2 separate regions of the Sus scrofa genome follow, and region 1 is linked to region 2. A link is a contact called in public Hi-C data. All regions are on one chromosome and are shown on one strand. Each heading gives the region's core, a stretch centred on a gene start, on an enhancer-like site or on the middle of the called end of the contact. The rest is flanking DNA. Distances are from core to core; before and after follow the strand shown.

Region 1 (3,150 bases), core at 513-3,012, 130 kb after region 2:
TTGAACCCCTAAACTGCACATGGTACTTTTTTCAAAGAGGCTGGTATTATATTCAAGAACGATTAGTTACATGGATTCTACCCAGAGCTAATACATGAAAATTGATATAAAACTAGTATACTGAGTATGCCGGATATTGTTATCATTGTTGATTTCTCCAATTTCTTTTTGAGATGGGGGGGGGGGACAATGTACATACATTTTATCAACCCAGTTTTACTAATGTAGACCCTGAAGATCAAAAGAATCAAACAATGTAGATAAAGTTACTCAGTAACAGAACTGGAGCTAAGTCATAAGCCTCCCAATTCTTGTTCCTGGCCTGTTGTCAGTTGGCCACATGGCTCAGGGCGCCATGCCAGCCTCAGCAAGACTGTCAAATCTTTTTACTCTGAGCAGAATGGCAGCTCTCCTCTGAACCACTCCACTTCTTTGAGTCTTGTCACCATCCCCACCTTATCCTATCACCATAAATGAACCCATTAGGTGCCAAACAACAGCCCTCATGGCATTTCTCCTGCAATTCCCCATATTTCACACTTTACCCCTTCTCCCCACAAGGTTTAACCAATCCTGTGTGCTTTTTCCACAGAGCCAACTTCCAAGGCTTGATAAATTAAAAGGAGGTAACGTGTTTTAGGGGTCATCCTGGTGCCATGTATGCCTAAGCCCTTCCTGGAGGGCAGAGACCTTCCTTTCATGCCTTGGGTCAAAGCAAGCCCATAGGCTTTATCCTAAAATGTCAAAAACATCTGGGATGGATAGTTAGTTCTGAATAGTGAATGAATGAATAAAAGTATTGTAATTCAAGTATGTTTATTCTAAAGGAAGAAATTAAGGCCTAGATAACTGGAATAATCAGAGATCCCAGCAGCAGAGCAGAGACCAAAGCCAGATCTTCTAGAGGCCACGCCGACCTCCTTCAGGGTCATTTCAGGTCCTGTTTGCTCTAGGAAACCTTCCAAAGAAATTTTACCCTTTCTTTTTCAGTCCTCTGCTTCTTTTTGACCCAATCTTCCCTCCACACATCTCAGCACTTGATTCCACTGAACGCAGCACTTTTTAACATTACGCTGTACACTATTCTCATCTGAGCTCAATCCCTTATTTATCAAAAATACTCTCTTAAGTGTTTGCGGAAAAGTGAAATGCAAACATCTTACAGTCTTTAATACACACGAGTCCTACTTCATGAACAAGAAGGTAGACATCTGCCTTCTATTTTTGTCGTTTGTGTTTACACAAGCCACAGGCACATAGTAGGTGTTCAACAAAGATTTCTTGACTATAATTGAATTTCCTGGTAGCTGAAACAACTAGACAGACTGGTGAATAGATATAAATTAGCAAAGCAGAGTTAAACCATGTGGTGATCATTGAAAAGTCGTTTCATTTTTAGCCAAGGTAAATGCTTTTTTAATGTGTAAAGAAATCTATAATTTTCTGTGCTTTGAATTAAAGCTCCTACTTTCCAGGTTTCCTGCCTGCTTGTGGCTTCTCTTAATGAGCTAATTTACCCCACCGAGGTGAGAGATTTCCTCTTGGGAAGGGCTTTAGATGTGTCTCTCTCATACCCAGGGCCCCAGAGCATTTCCTTACAGGGCTTTAAACACTCCAAGCATATTTAAGAGAGAAGCCAAGAAACAAATCTGTTGTTTTAGCTTTATTCCTCGAGGCTCAGCGGCTCGGCTTTCCTCCCTCTTTGATCACACTGGCTGGAGTGGCCGGGCTTGGAGACTCTGCGGAGAAGGGCTGGGTCTCTTTAGGAAGCCCAGTGCAGGGGGACCCACCCAGCTCCACACAATGAAAATCAAGTTGTCAAGCCTTTGAGGTGGCTGTGAAGATTTATTCTTCCTGGGCAAATTGGTAAGACATTTGTATTTTTTGAAAACGCTTTGATGAACTTGATAAGGAAGCCCTGGTTTGAATGTGGAAAAACATTCTAGAGCTTTTTCCACCACTGAACTGGATTCTCAGTGTTCACTGCGGAGCTTGACCTGTGGAAATGAACTTTCCCTTCAAATTAATGACAAGACCAAAAAAGAGGATCGTTTGGGGATTATGGAGCGCACGCTTGCGCTGTCTTGGAATATAAGCCTCCACGAGGCAGGTCTTCAGCAGACCTTGACACCTCCTCCACACACTTCCCAGACCTCGGTTGCCCACCAGTTTTCTGATTGCTCACTTTTGATTCCATTAGTTATGTCACTAATTATGGTTCTGTTACTTCTGTGACTTCTACCAGCTGAAGCAATGGAAGAAGCAGTTTTTTTTTTTTTATTTTGCATATAATGGAAATAGTTGCTGTCTGTCCTAAGTTCAAGTGTTGTTTGTTGCGGAAGAAGTGTCACACACTGTTCCCAGTATGTCTTGGTCACATTTAGGTCTCGAGGGACCTGGGAAAGGAAATGGAAACTCATGAAATATCTCTTATATTCCAGAAAGACTTTTTAGCCAGGAACATCTACCAACATCCCTAAGATGGTCAGGAGGTTACCACCAGTTAGGCAGACCATTATGAATAGCTCTTAAAGGCCTGTCTCCATTCAAAACAAAACAAAACAAAAAAAAAACCAAAAATCAAACATGGGCCTTTATCAACTGGGAGAGGCAGAAATTCTACAATCCTGGGAGATTTTCTTGGGAAAAAATCAGAATACTGTCCATTGCTTCTGTTATTTGGACAACTCTGTCTTGTGTGGCAGCTGGCAGTATGGCTCAATGGAGAGTCCATGAACTTGTGACAGATGCAACCAGATTTGAATTCCTTTGTTGGTACTTATTTTCTGTGTCAGCTCGGGTATATTCTTCATTCTTCTGTTCAATTAGCTCAACTGTAAAATCAGGGAAGTTGAGTGTTGCTGGTTGAAGCCACTCAGGTTGTAAGGATCAAAGGTAGGCTCAGGTTACATGGCTGATCAGGGATTACTACAGGAGACACGAGCATTTAAGGAAATGTGACAGATGGTCACCACGCAGGGGAAGGCAGCCCCTCATGAGAGGCCTTGCCATATTCATGGCACCATTTCTTCTTGTCTCCTCATCTGGGTATGTCTATCTCCCCTCTGCCTCCATGGCTTTTTCTTTTCTCTCCTCTTCCTACTGCTCTCTCTTTCCTTGTCCCTATCTTATATTCAGACTTCCCCAGTA
Region 2 (2,785 bases), core at 99-2,598:
GGTGCGGACCCCAGGCCGGCCCGGCAGTCACTCACCGGCCAGGCGAAACTGAAAGGCAGCACGATGCGGTTGCGTTCGTTGCCGCGACTGGCCTTGAGGTTGAAGTTGTTGCCCCCGATGACAGGCGTGGACCCCGAGCCGAAGCTGCAGGGCCCCCCGGCCGTAACGCGCCACTGGTACTCCTTGAGGCACACTTTGAAGTACGTGTCACACTCGTCGCGGGAGCACTTGCGGTCCCCTGGGTTCCGGGCGCCGCCGCAGCAGTTCCCGTTCTGCAGCTCCCCATTCACGTTCTGCATGGACAGGATCTCCAACTCGAACTGACCGGAGGCCCAGCACACCTGCCGGCAGGGGAGGGAGGGAGGTCAGCACAGGGGAAAGTTGTTTTCTTCGAGGGTGGAAGTGGAGACTCCTTCCCCGCCCGCCCCGACGAGCCCTTGGCGCCAAGTGAAGATAATTTTGCAAAACTGGGTGCAAGGGCTTAACGTGATTCCCGGGCTTAGGAGGCTGGAGTGTGGGAGAAATCCGACACGACTGTTCCCGGGGAGCAAGCAAGCCCTGCCCAGCCTGGGGGTACATTTAGGAGCCCAGGGGCTCCTACAGCCCAGGTGCAGCCTCTCGGGCGTAGGGGCCCAGGCAGGAGCAGGAGCCCTGGGGCTCCCGAGGCTGCTACAGGCGCTCAATCGCAGGCGTCCAGGCGCCGCGAGGGAAACGAGAGGGCGGGCTGGGAGGGGGGCCGGGTAGACTCCTACCTTGGCTCGCAGGGCGCAGAGCAAGGCGAGCAGGAGGCTCAGGGGGCGCCCGGGCCGGCCGCGCGTCCGTGGGGACCGCATCGCTGCACCGCGCGCCGCGGGCACTCGGGACGCCGCCGCCGCCGCTGCTGCTCGCGCTGGTGCTGCCGCTGGTGTTGCCGCCGGTGCTGCCGTCGCCGCTGCCCCTGCGGCCGCCGCGTCCGGGCTCTAATATACTCCGCCGATTGGAGCATGCACGACTGGAAAACAACACCACTTTTCAAAAGCCCTTTCAAGAGCGGCCCGTTCCAGAAGGCAAAGAGCCCGGCCTCCTTTTATTATTCTGATCGCTTCTTTGAGGCGCTCCCCCTCCTCTTCCACCTCCCGGCTTTCTTTCCTTCTCTCGCGCTCCCCTTCTTTTATTATTATGATTATGCGCAGCCTTTTATTCCCTTTCAGATCAGCTGCTCAGAAAGGAGGGAGGGAGGGGAGGAAGGAAAAAAAATAAAAAAATAAAAACCCGAGCCCAGCTCGCGGCCCGGCCGCAGGTAACACAATGACGCGTGCCCGCCCGGCTCTCGGAGAGGGACTCAGAGAGCCCGTCTGGGAGCCGCGGCTGGGGCTGGCCACCTCTACCCAGCGCGCAGGACAGGCGCATGCGTGCTTATTAATATTCATGAGGGGCGTGACCACCAGCGACACGCCCCTTCCCTCCCAAAGGATGGGGAGGGGGAGTACTGGAAAGAACTTAGAAGGGGTTGAGGGTGGGAGACGCGCAGGGCCACGTAGACGTCTGAGGGCCCAGCGTAGACCCCTGCCCTCGGGTGTTTGGGTCCAGGCGGGAAGAAGGGCAGGAGGCTGGAAGGAACATGAAGGCTCCGTTGCTCAGGGACGCGCGGGGCCAGTTTGACGCCCAGGGCCCCCTGCGCGGACCGCCCCCTTGGGCACCTCGCGCCGAGCGCCTCTGGCCTCCTGTCGGAGCCCCAGGTGTAGGCGCCTCGGCACTGCCTGAGCGATCGGAGCGGGGCGGCTTCCGCCTTCCGTGCTGCCTGCGTCAGCCGCGGCTTTCGCCCCTGTAGGAGGGCCTGCCCTCCGGGAGCCCGGCCCGCTTCCCGCGAGCGAGTGAGCAAGCCGCCCAGAGCGCGCAGCTGGCGGCAGAAGCGGCGGCGGCGAGGCTGGCGCGCTGGCCGCCGTCTGCTTGCCGGGCAGAGGCGACCTGGGCAGGCGCTGCTGGGAACTTTGAAAAACTTTCCCGGAGCCGAGCTGGCCGCAGATTCGAGGGGAAGCCTCGGCCGCGCCCCACCCCCTCCCAAATCCGAGTCTGCGGAGCCTCAGAGGGCTCCCAGCTTCCTTTCCAAACCGCGCCGGGGCAGAGGAGGGGAAGCCAGACGAGGCCAGAGGGCAGCGGGCACGCGGGGGTCCTGCCCAGGCAGAGATGCTGATGGGCTAGGGCTCGCACCCTCCCGGTCCCGCCGCCCAGGCCGCAGTGCCTGAATTGCACCTGTAGGCGGCCTCCGAGCAGCTCTGGGTGGCCAGAGAGCTTGGAAGGGACTGTCTCACTGCCAGAGCCTGGCAGCAGAACTTAGCTTCTCTGGGGTGGCAGTGGAAACTGATGCTATTTTCTACCTTGAGGCGAGCCTCGCAATTAACAGCGACACTCTCGGTCATAACCAAGGTCAAAGGGAAACCTGCAGGTTGGCCGACGCCTCCACCAAGCCCTCTAGGCGGACCTACTGCTGTGTTTGAGGGAATCTCTTTAGAGAAAAAAAGGTTAATTTCCACTGAAAGGTGGACAAAGTTTTGGCCCCTCTGTTGGCTACGTCCTGCCGAAAAAAAGTGATTCTTCAGGGGCTGGATGATGGCTGGATGTGAAGCATGATGGGCTGCAGGGGTCAAGGGAAAGTATTTTCCAACATGCTGAGTTAGAGAATAAAAGGGTGGTTATTTACTTACTACATTTCATGGGTGGGTCAATATGGGCAGTATTTTCAGTACTAGATCTCATCCCACCAGGGAATAAAATAAGGCAGCTAACTGACCTCTGTGTTGCCTTG

The links. A called contact is a pair of places that touch in the nucleus more often than the background predicts.
Region 1: a Hi-C map of subcutaneous adipose tissue shows a contact between it and region 2, with 1.7 times the contacts expected there. The contact joins the enhancer-like site here to the promoter of JAG1 in region 2. A contact is called at or near these places in 5 of 47 Hi-C or Micro-C datasets (alveolar macrophages, fetal heart ventricle, heart right ventricle and 2 more) and 1 of 2 datasets of contacts at active chromatin or transcription factors (skeletal muscle).

Annotation. Positions count from the first base shown.
Region 1 is chr17:19,753,974-19,757,123 of Sscrofa11.1, forward strand. No RefSeq gene overlaps it. Among named protein-coding and RNA genes, the nearest start is that of JAG1, 130 kb to the left of the region's middle. Within about 2 kb of position 1,763, at least 11 of the 83 cell types and tissues checked have an H3K27ac peak or open chromatin away from gene starts, as enhancers often do. A contact at or near this core is called in subcutaneous adipose tissue, where this site is marked.
Region 2 is chr17:19,628,311-19,631,095 of Sscrofa11.1, forward strand. It overlaps JAG1 (protein jagged-1), which reads right to left and starts at 1,349. Exons shown (of 26, transcript XM_005672699.3): 1 at 753-1,349; 2 at 36-341. The coding sequence starts at 833.